Regions from separate parts of the Zea mays genome. Here all the other regions are linked to region 2. A link is a contact called in public Hi-C data. All regions are on one chromosome and are shown on one strand. Each heading gives the region's core, a stretch centred on a gene start, on an enhancer-like site or on the middle of the called end of the contact. The rest is flanking DNA. Distances are from core to core; before and after follow the strand shown. Region 1 has its middle 32 kb from the start of LOC111591043. Region 2 holds the start of LOC100193682. Region 3 holds the start of LOC103648830.

Evidence for each region. A called contact is a pair of places that touch in the nucleus more often than the background predicts.
Region 1: a Hi-C map of leaf shows a contact between it and region 2, with 4 times the contacts expected there. The contact joins the enhancer-like site here to the promoter of LOC100193682 in region 2. A contact is called at or near these places in 4 of 25 Hi-C or Micro-C datasets (bundle sheath, ear, leaf and 1 more).
Region 3: a contact with region 2 is called in a Hi-C map of tassel, with 4 times the contacts expected there. The contact joins the promoter of LOC103648830 here to the promoter of LOC100193682 in region 2. A contact is called at or near these places in 11 of 25 Hi-C or Micro-C datasets (bundle sheath, ear, endosperm and 3 more) and 1 of 3 datasets of contacts at active chromatin or transcription factors (leaf).

What each region holds. Positions count from the first base shown.
Region 1 is chr2:107,324,603-107,328,537 of Zm-B73-REFERENCE-NAM-5.0, reverse strand. No RefSeq gene overlaps it. Among protein-coding and RNA genes, the nearest start is that of LOC111591043, 32 kb to the right of the region's middle. Within about 2 kb of position 1,372, at least 14 of the 20 cell types and tissues checked have an H3K27ac peak or open chromatin away from gene starts, as enhancers often do. A contact at or near this core is called in bundle sheath, ear and leaf, where this site is marked.
Region 2 is chr2:107,073,084-107,077,100 of Zm-B73-REFERENCE-NAM-5.0, reverse strand. It overlaps LOC100193682, which reads right to left and starts at 2,201. Exons shown (of 3, transcript NM_001358862.1): 1 at 1,835-2,201; 2 at 1-1,436. The coding sequence starts at 1,334.
Region 3 is chr2:107,212,177-107,215,779 of Zm-B73-REFERENCE-NAM-5.0, reverse strand. It overlaps LOC103648830, which reads left to right and starts at 2,078. Exons shown (of 1, transcript XM_020548376.3): 1 at 2,078-3,603. The coding sequence starts at 2,564.

The DNA.
Region 1 (3,935 bases), core at 123-2,622, 250 kb before region 2:
ATCCATCCTCTCCAAGATGTGAAAGAAGAGGCTTCCATGTATGTGGTACCTTTGATGAAAGTAGAGTGGTGGGTAGATGCACTGGGTCATTGAAGTAGTCTTACATCAACCGGTCGTGGGCGGCTTCACGGTCACGGTCGATGTATCTCCGATGTTGCCTCGACCGCCTGCTTGATATGGAAGATTCGGAGGCAAGCTTTATCGCCACTGGATTATATTTTGCAGCAGCAACTTGAATAACTCTTCTTTGGTCATCAGAATGTTGGAGTTAAATAAAGACATCACAACAACGTTGATTCGAATCAAACGAGTGTGAAGGATTATGAGTAGGGGTGTAATGGATCGCGATACAAATGCTTCTTCACAAAATGGAAGGGCCTTAAATACATTTTAGTTCAAAAATAAATAGAAATATGATTCGATCCTAATCTGATCTGATACTTAAATCTTATAGTGTGAAATTTAGAGTCTATTGTCACCCCTAATTATGAGGCGGTGATAGAGAAATCTGAAGTGTAGAATGTGTGAAAGTTCAAACACTCCTCTATTTATAGACCAGGTTTCAGCTTTTTATTTTTAAAATATTTAGAAATTTAAAATAGATTCAATCCATGTCACGTGACAAGAGGCAACCGTTACCGCCCATGACAACAACAACTGAGTCGGTGTCGTGTCGTACGTTGGAGCCACGATGATCGCACGCGCTTGCTGACTGTCGCTGGAACCGCGGCAAACGATACCAAGGCCACGTTTGGATGAAATATAGATATTGAAAATCTGGATTTTCTATTATCTAGATTATGCATGATCTCTATCTAGTCTGTTTGGATTGTAGATATTTGGAGCCGCATATTCAACATATATTCTTTTATTGTCCTTAGCTTCTCTGCTGCATACCCTTTTGAAGGTTATTTTTGTCTTTTTAACATCTGTTGCCTGCAGAATCTCCTTTTATCTTACCCAACCGTGAATACAAGATTTTAGACCGGATAATGCACTGTAGCATCTAAAATTTAGCTTGTTTAAATCTCTATGATATATTTTGCGTGGGATTTTCGAAATCCTATCCAATCCAAACGGTCCCCAACTTATCCGTTTGCCACGGCCAGCATTGGCACCAGCCGAACATACATCTCGACTGTACCAAAGTGGAGCAAAACCGCACAACAAATCTGCCGGCAGATATTTATAAATTTTATAATCAAACTTTAGTCGTGCTTGTCTTTCCTTTCGACAAAGTTCAGCTGCGCTTCTTATTTCATGTAGTTTTTTTTCTCTTGCTATTATTTTTTAAAAGCCGCTTTTTAAGGATTGATAACTTGGGGTTGGTTTGAGGCCTAGTGGGCTTGTCCGTTGGAGTTGGGGTTGGGAACCGGTACGGACCAAACTGTGGATGGTTTCGATTGAGGACAAGAGGCAGGTAGTAGTTCTAATCGGGCTGGATTATGAAAAGTCTTTTTGTTGGGTTGGGCTCTTTTCGATCAGGCCAGAATTGGTGGAATCCATGCTGGGTTTCCATTGTTTTGACGAGTGGCTTTCAGTTTGTATAGTTTGTGTTAAGTAACACTAGTTAGGGTTATGTGGGCAAATACCGACTTTGCCCCTGAGGGGTGTCACATCTCTATATAAAGAACTTGTACACCCCTTCATATGTGATAGAGAAGAGAAAGAGGCCAGAGGCCTAACCCTACATCGTGTCTCGTGTGTTTTCTCTGTCGTGCTTATGGCAAGGGAGACATGTACTCTACAGCTTCTTGCGCCTCTACTGCTGACGGGAGGGAAGGGAGCGATCTGGTGATCTGTGGTAACATATTTCTCAACACGTTATCAGCACGCTCTACCTCGACGTTGCTGCGAGATTAGATCTGCATCAACTCTTCGTCAAGCCGGCAGGTCTCTCGGCCTAGCCGAACTATCCTACGTGACAGCCTTCGATTCTCCCTCTACGCACGAGCGGTATGTTTATTGGTTGATCCATTGTTGTGTACGGATTGTGATTCGTGCGCGACAAACTGTCATTGACGTAGTGGTGTTGCGCACGCGCGTTAGGACCGTATTGCACGCCAGCAGCCATGCCCGCATTATAAATGTGCACTAAAATATTGATAAAATGTCATCCGTTTACTGAATCAAGAAACATGGTATGTAATTTTTATATTGGATTTGTGATTTAGTTGACGACTAAGAAAAAAAGGCACCTCCGCGCGCGCCTGCGACGCGCGAGCCGCTCTGTTGGCGGCTCCGTGCATCCTGTACCGCGTCCTGGAGCTTCTCCGCTCAACACACGGCTGGCGCAGCACCTACTCGACGCATCGGCAGCACCGAGGTGAGGTTGAGCCACGCAGCCCTGTACGGCATCGATCCGAAGTCTCTGTAGTGGGAGAAATCTTGCGTGCATGGTCAAAGATAAGGCAAGAAACCAGCCTAGCCTAAATGGATGACGTCTGAACCGTTCAACCGAGAGAGAGTGCAGCATGCGTGCATGCAGGGCTCCTTTTGCCGAGTCAAAAAAATGTGGTGGTGGGGCCCTCATCCCCACGCTGCCACGCATGCAGGCCAGGTCCTCTAACTAGGAACGGTCCATGGGTGCTCCCACGAGCGGGTCATCCGGCTAAAAAGAATGCGGGCCCCATTTCTTTGACCACGCGCGAGGCGTGACGTGTGGCTAAAAAATATGAAACGTATGCTATTAACTCTATTTATTCTACGTTGCAAATAAAAATAGAATAAAAAACTTGTTTTATATTGCAATTTCTTCCTTGATCAATTATTTCTCGCAGTAAATAATTAGTAGAAAAATGCATGTGAAGACTATGTTGAGCATTTTTATACGCTCTAAATATTTATGATGTGTTGAGCTTTTGGATTCACGTCGAGCGATTAAATTGTATAGTGGGTACTCAGACACGTCGATCAGACTACGTTATTAATCGACCGAGTTATGGCATTGGCTGAGCACTGGCTGCGCCCTGGCAACACGATGCAGTATTTGTGTCGTACGAACTTGGTTGCGTCATTTGATTACTATGTCGCACTCTCGCTTAATCGGACCACTCTCGTTGAGTCGGACCGCCATCATCGAGTCACGCATTTTTCGCACGCCCTGTAGGCATTGTTTGTCTCTCGTGATCATAGAGCCACAATTGCGCATGTAGCGCATGTTTCATGGACTTGTCATGTACCCCGACTATTGAGTCACAACTGCGCTTGTTGCACTTATTACGAAGGCTTGATATGCTATTGTAGCTCTGATGGCCGCACACGCGTTGACACCAAATACGCTAGATCTTGTACTCGCGTGGATTGTGGTGTGTCGTTCAAGCCCCTGAAATCACATTATGTGCAACCTTCGTAAACAATTTTTTCGCTCTATATTTTGTTTGATTGTGTTGTGTGGCATCATATATTTATATATATCGCCAAGTGGCCATAACAACTATATCAAATCTGGAAAATTAAATCGAAATACAATGAAACACAGATAAGTTAAATCTCTGCTCTCAACTCATGCATAAAGATTTACCTGAAGTAACTCGAAGATGTATATAATATAATGCATTAAAGCCTTTTTGCATAGAAGACATCACAAATTGGGATTCTATTAGTAAGCAAAAGGCCTTACCAAGTGATTGAAGACTATAAATCTCAGTCATACATTGCTCAAACAGATGTTGGCACATTGTTTTTTTTGTCACTGAACGACATGAAGCGAACTTTGAGATTAATGACTAGTACCCTAGCAACACGAAGTTGCGAGTACCTCGAAAGGTTACTCTGAGAAAAATTTCACTATGTTGGTGTGAAAAACCATTGTGTGTTCCCGTCGAACCACTTTACTTGTCCTGTCTAGGACCTCTATGCTTGTGTTGCATACATCTCTCAGAATTGTAAATACTTATAGTCGCTTAATTGACTCGGGATAGGTCTTTGAATGG
Region 2 (4,017 bases), core at 952-3,451:
TGCTCACAGTTCATTGTCGATGTTTGCATCACATCATTCATCAGTGTGGACGCAACACTGCTTGTCTTGGCAATGGCATCCATCACAACCCTTTGCTCTGGATTCATGCTCTCCTGTTGCATCATTGAGACAAGACCAAGGATTGAGTGCATTGGCCTTCGCATTCCGTCGTACATTGCAGTCTGGAAGGAATTCCGAGCTTCCCCTGCCCTCATGGCTTCATGCTTTGCCTGCAGCAAGTCCCTATACTGCTCAGCAAGTTTCTCTCGCATCAGCTGAGACTCCTCTAGGAGTGCAGCATGTGACAAAGCGACCGCAACTTGGTCAGCAACTACTTCAACAATCTCCAACTCTCTTCTACCCCACCCCAATGAACCATCATTAGGCAAAACCAGAACCAAGATAGCATAGCTCGTCTGCATCACTTCTGGAGTCCCTCCTTTGAAATTTGACACCCTTAACATCGGCATCCTTATTGCAGCCACAGGCCCCACGTCAAGCTTGCGGGTAGCAACCCCTAGTGCCGAATCTGGCCCAAGAACTTTTGCGTCCTTGGTAGCCTTTATTTCTTGAACATCTGGATCATCAATAGGAATCGAGCAGTTCTGCTGGTCCATTATATCCCTTTCCCTTGGCTGATGAGTTAAGATCATCTCGCTCCTGGTTTCATCGGGCATCCAGACAGCACAATTCTGCAGTTCCAGCGCTTTCGAGAGCTCAACCATGGTGGTGTACAAGATGGTGTGCCTGTCGAGCGACTTGCGGATCTCCTGTGTGAGCATACGCACATGCCAGCTCGCCTCTTCTTTCATTTTCATCATCCCCACCTCCCGGTCCAGCTCACGTGCCTTGTTCACCAGGAAGTTTTCCCTGACCTTCACCCTCAGGAGCTGCGGTATCAGTGTCAGCAGCGTGATGGCTGTGGCGAAGGAGACTAGTGCCGTCATGAACTTGGCGACGGTGAGGGCGAGCACGAGGTGGAAGGAGTGCGGGTCGTAGGTGAACACGGTGATGAGGTGCGTGAGGCCGCAGAGCACGATGAAGGCGCCGAACTGCAGCACGATCCATTTGAGGGGGAAAAGGTCGGAGCAGGTGGCGAAGTAGAGCAGCTCGAGCGGGATGGAGAAGTAGGCCGCGGCGATGAGGAAGTCGCTGACCTTCTGGCATTGCAGGATGTTGTAGGTGCTCGAGAGGGCGCCGTCGTCGGCGTCGTCGCAGCCGCAGTGGCCGAAATCGACGGACGCCGCCGACGGCGAGAGGAGCAGGGAGGAAAGGAGCAGGAGGATCCACACGGAGGAGACGGAGACCCCGCACGGCGCCGTTCCCACCACCATCGGCTCTACCACCAACCAGGCTTCATTCAGACGTGCATTTGCGCATTCCTGCACCGACTGGAGGCGCTCGGCGTCGATTCCACACTGCACGCGCCGACGCTCCTGCATTCATCAGATGTAGTATAAGTACAAATTGAACGCAGTTAACATCACAGCTTTGCAATCAATCAAACCGCGGCACACAAATCAAGATCTGGCGAAAAGCAAATCGATGCCTTTGGGCGGTTGGGCTTGGGCACGTGTTGAAGATTTAATCCTTCCAAAAAATAGCATCGAAATACATGTATCGGTCAAAACCGAATCCATCAGTCCACCATGGATCTTGTTATACACGTACTCCAGAAGGTAAAAATATGGGCCAGAGTAGGTAGGAGATTTAGAACAGCCCAAATCCGATAAACCCCCGAGCTCGAAGCATTCCACAGTCCGGTAAAAAAAAATCCAAACATATTTGTTGAACTGAAGGAAAAAAGCATGGAGGAGTAACTAACGCTGCCCACCTTCGGCGTTCGGCCATCTTTCCTGCAGGCTGCAGCAGCAATCTTCCAGAGGAGGAGAGGAGGTAGTAAGGTCGCCAAGAAACACGGTGGAGGCACCGGTACTAGCACCAGCACCGTCTCCACGTGGGCCGGTCACGGATCGAGCCAGGAAACCTCGGCACCGGCGGGAGACCGGAGCTCGGCGGATCCATAGTCACGAGGCCGCCGAGAAGAAAAAAAAAGGTCTGTTTTTCCTTCCCTTCCCTCACCGCTGGGCGCTTGAGCTGGGCGGAGAGAGCGACGTCGGAAGGCGGGGAGCGCGCGGCCTTCGTGGTGGGGGTGGCTGGGGGTGAGGGCGCTACGCGACGACCGGACCAGCGGAGCTGAGTAGGAAGAGTAGGCGATGCTTCGGCAGTTCAGCGGGTCGAGCAGGGGGGTTGGGTTGTCTCTCCGGCGGGGTTCACTAAACCGGTTGAGGGTTTGTTCGGTTCTATCCTAATTTATATGGATTGAGAAAGATTTAGTGAATTTTAATCTTAGTAAGTTAAAATTTCTTTCAATTTGAATCAATTACTTCCAATCTATATAGATTGAAAATAACCGAACAAGATCTGAGGGGTGAAATTGTGAAAACATGTGCCCATCGATACCGGTGAAAATAGGTAGGAATTGGTCAAAAAATTTTAATTCAAAACCCATAAATCGATAAGACTGATTAATCGGTTTTTGGCCTGATAAATCGACAGCATAGAAATAAAGACCGAGCTATATGTATTTTGTAAATAAAGCATATTAAGGCTCCATAATTTAAACAAAAGATGACCCTAAACAATATCACAATTTTAATAATAATATTTAGCAGTTTCATAGTTCACAAACAATGACGAAGATAAAAATACACCATTCATAGTTCACAGTTGTTGCTCCGTCAAAGATCATTCACACATGGTGCATTCCACTGATATTGTGCTTGTGCCATATTATACTCCTCCGTTGATAGCAACATAATACCTTGCTCATGTATCAATTGTGCATTGTACCCTGTCCAAGTCTGATCGGTCCACGAAGAAGTCGTAATCCATGACTCCACCAACATTTGGTAGTACTTAATGTCCTCCCATTCGTACACCCACCTCATTGGTTACTGTGTCACCTCACCAACCGGATAATTGGCATAGGAAAGTAGGGGTGAAGACGAACCTTGTCTTTTATTGCTAGAATCGGGGTCTGATATGCTTGTTGTAGGCCTTGGAGTCTGATCCCTATGTGTCCTACACTGGCAGGTGCGCCGTGATCATGGTCTTATGTAGTGTATTCGTATTGGGACTCCCTACATAGTTATGAAAACATGGTTAGATATCAATCACTAATTTATTAAGAACTAAATGTAATGATACATATGAAATGTATCGAAGCCATCTAAGACCCACTTGGCCACTTTAACACCATAAATTTAGGTGTATAAAATTTCTTCTCTAGTATCTACCAAATTTAGGTGTTACCTCTCTTCTTCTCTCTATAGTTTCCTTTTTCTCTCCCTTTTAGTAGAGGTTTGGTTATTTTATTTGGAGATGTATTTGAAAGGGAAATAGGCTTACACCTTTTCCTAATTGATTTTGGTGGTTGAATTGCCCAACACAAATAATTGGACTAACTAGTTTGCTCTAGATTGTAAGTCTTACAGGTGCCAAAGGTTCACAACAAACCAATAAAAAGACCAAGAAAGGGTTCAAATAAATAGAGCAAAAGATAATCCAAAGGAAGCTCTGGTCTGGCGCACCGGACTGTCCGGTGCACCAGGGAACCCAACTCTGAACTTGCCACCTTCGGGAATTCGGGAGGCCGCTCCGCTATAATTCACCGGACTGTCCGGTGCACCAAGCGGAGCAACGGCTCCAAGCGCCAACGGTCGTCTGCAATGGCTATAGTGAACAGGAACAGTGCCGACTGCGCGCGCAGAGTCAGAGCAGGCGTCAGAAGGCGCACCGGACAGTGAACAGGACCTGTCCGGTGCACCACCGGACTGTCCGGTGACCCAGTTGTCAGAAGCTCCAACGGTCAGAACCCAACGACCTGGTGACATGGGTGGCGCACCGGACTGTCCGGTGCGCCATACGACAGCAGCCCTCACCAACGGTCCTTTTGGTGGTTGGGGCTATAAATACCCCCCAACTACCACACTTCAATGCATCCAAGTTTTCAGC
Region 3 (3,603 bases), core at 829-3,328, 140 kb before region 2:
GAATGCGTATTTTTTATATAAATAAATACTGATTCAGTTTCCGCGTGCTTGCTAAGAAGCCCTTATTTTGGTTAGAGCAGGTTAGAGCATGCTTAGCGAGGATGAGTAAGGTCATATCTAGCAGATCCCCTATTTAATTTCTCATTTTAAACTTCACTCTATAAATAGTGCTATCCAACGAAAACAACCTAACACACGAAAAAAGAATAGGGATATGGTGTAGCCATAGCATTTTTTTGGTTTGCTTGGAGTGTTACATCACTTGAGCTGCTGTCATTCGCATAATCATTTTCCAAGAGCAACTTTTCTTTGGGGATCATGTCTCAGCGCTGGGAATGATCCCACACGTTAGCAGTACCCTTTGTTTTTCTTGTTCTCCTTGTACTATTTTTCCGCGGTAGGAGAGGGGAGATGGATAGATAGGAAAATACGATGGATACACTTATAATTGCCCCCTCCATACCTAGTTTATTTTAGGGATTAAAGTGATCAACACAACATGAGAAAACACATATTCCGGCTGTTTAGTTGTTGGACGGTGCCAGCCTGGTCCATACGAGCGTGGCTGCACCGCGCGCACCTGGTCCGTACGAGCGTGGCTGCACCGCGCCTGCACGCGCGCGTACGCGCCGAGCGACTGTTTTTTACAGGCCTGGCTCGCTGTTGTTTCTTGCACCCACTCAGTCTGGTTATGCAGAGAAGTAAAACAAACAAAATATGTTTTCAAGATTTGTGGATGCAGTTTCTGCCCCGTACAACCAACCAAACGGACGGATTGTGATTCAACCAATCAGTCTTCTCTCGCTCATACCTGGACATCGCAATAAAGGAGAAATAATGACGGTAAAAGGAACAATTTAGTCTCTTTTTAGTCACCCCTCGAGTGATTAGAGACTAAAATGGTTTAGTCTCCTTTTAGAACATTCCAAACTCTAAAACTACTAGTTAGTAGCTAAAAATGGCTGAGAGATTTATAACGAGTCAGCTAATAGACAAACTAATTGTTAGCTATACCCCTAAATAGCAATTAGTTGTTAGCTACCTCAACTCAAATAAAACCAGCTAATAGGTCGTTGATGATCAAATTTTCCATGGTCGTTTCTATCTATTAGCTTATTAGAAAAAGAGACGGGTAGTAAGTACATTTAGCTTATTATAATAATCCATTAAATTTAGGTTTAGAGCAACCCTAACTAATAGTTAGTCAACTAATTCAACTAACAATTTATTAGTTGGCTAACAATTAGATATGAAGATTTGGAAATGGACCGGTCCATGTGTTTGATAATTTTGTGACTAAACAAATTAGTATCTAAACCAAACACATCTTTGGAAACACGTAAATGAGATGAGATGATTGGAAACACGCAAATGCGATGAACGTGGATAACCGAATTGTTAGGACAAATTTAACATTTTTTAAGATTTTAAAATAGACATATATGAAATTTGATGTCGATCTTTTTTTATGTTATCGAACGCGTTATTACAAATAAGAATATTTTTTATATAAATTGTTTTATACATTGTTTGCTCCCTACAACAACAATAAGGTGGAAATTATTCGAATTTGTATCGAATTTTATAACTATCATTTGAGAAGATAATGAACATGAGATTTATCTTTTATAAATATATATAAGCTTAATGTTAAAAGTAAAAATATAAATTTGTGTTATAGATCCTGTATCCTATTTATTCACAGTGGGGAAAAAGATAAAATATCTAAATAAGTATCCGTTTTCGTCTCAATCACCACAAAAGTAATGTTGCGGTAGGTTTACTTGCTCCAGAAGTGCTACCCGACTTTTCGAACCCCTCCTCGCAAAGTGAAGCAAATTTCCTTCCACTCTATCCATCCAGAACCCAACACACGGTCTCCAACCCCACTGACAATTTGGTCCCACATAGTCCATGGCCCCAGTAGTCGTGGGTATGGAAATGAAAATGGAATTGAATTGGGAAACGGAAACGGAAAAGGGAACCGGGAAAGTTACCCGGGCCGGGTGCAGATTTGCAGAAGCAGAGGCAACCACTGCACCAGTCCATCTCCATGATGACTCGCTCGCTTCGGCTGCAGAGGCAGGCGAGGCGAGCTCTTCGGCTGCTTGCTTTTGTTGCCTTCCTCCCGCTCCAATTTAATGCCACCACACCAGCCAGGAGTTGGGGCCGCGCATCAATGGCGTCACCTCTCGCATCCAGATCTCACACCTCGTCGTAGCTACTACCTTCGTCTCACTCCTCCTCGTCCCCTTGCTGTCGTTCGTTCGTTCCTTCTACCTCCATCTCCACTTCTCCACCTTGGGGTTCTTGGCGCACCATCCGAGAAATGCTGTTCTCCTTTTTCGGTTTTCCATTCTACAAGTGCCAGCCTTGCCTTGTCTCGGAGTGTTGACATCTCTACGTGCTCTGGCCCGCCATTAATTCCCTCCTCCCTCACACTGCTGCTGCTGCTGACCGAGGGCGCCTAGCCAGTCACGCACGAAATCCCAGCGTTCCAATTCAAACACACCCTTCCTTCTTGGCTACTCCTCTCGACGACGCGACCGGAGCGGAGGGAGTCATGGTGGCGGAGCCGCTGGTGCACAAGGTGCTCTCCATGGCGACGTCGTCGTCCTCCTCCTCCAAGAAGGCGCGGCCGGCGGCGGCGAGCGCCAACAAGGGCGGCGCGGCTGCGGCGGGCGACGGCAGGCTGGGCATCCTGTCCCTGGAGGTGGCCAACGCCATGTCGCGCGCGGCGAACCTGTACCGCTCGCTCTCCGACGCCGAGGCGGCGCGCCTGCTCGGGCCGCTCTGCCTCGGCTCCCGCGCCGTGCGCGCGCTGGTCCCGGGCGACGACGCGCGCCTCCTGGCGCTCGCGCTGGCCGAGAAGCTCGACGCGCTGAACCGCGTCGCGGCCGTGGCCTCGCGCCTCGGCCGCCGTTGCACGGCGCCGCCGCTCGTGGGCTTCGACCACGTCTACGCTGACCTCCTCGCCGGCCGCTCCGGCGCCACCGGCGCGCTCTTCGCCGTGGCCTCCGCGTCCGACGCCGCGTCGCTCGTGCGCAGGCTCGACCGCCTCGCGGCCGCCACCGCGGCTCTCTACGCCGCGCTCGAGGCGCTCACCGAGCTGGAGCAGTCGGCGCGGAAGCTGCCCACCGACGAGGCCCGCCGCGCGCTGGAGCAGCGGGCGCGGTGGCGCCGCCACGACGTGCGCCGCCTCAGGGACGCCTCGCTCTGGAACTGGACCTACGACAAGGCCGTGCTCCTGCTCGCGCGCGCCGCCTGCGCCATCTACGCCCGCATCCGCCTCGTGTTCGGCGACCCCATGCTGGGGCTCGACCTGCTGCTGGCCACGCCGTCCAGCGAGTCGTCGAGGCAATGCGACCAGAGCCGGCGGCTCTCCGGTCCAATAACAGCAAACTCAGGCCCCGTCCGAAGCGATCTCAGTGATTGCGGCAACTCAGGGCCGGTTTCCAGAGTCGATCCGGACATGTCGCGGCCAGTGAATCTTCGGTCAGGCTGTGGAGCGAGCCCGGGGAAGATGCTCATGGAGTGCTTGAGCCTGAGCAGCTCGGCGTCATGGAACGATGGGTTCGAGGACGAGTTCCTGGAAGATTCCAG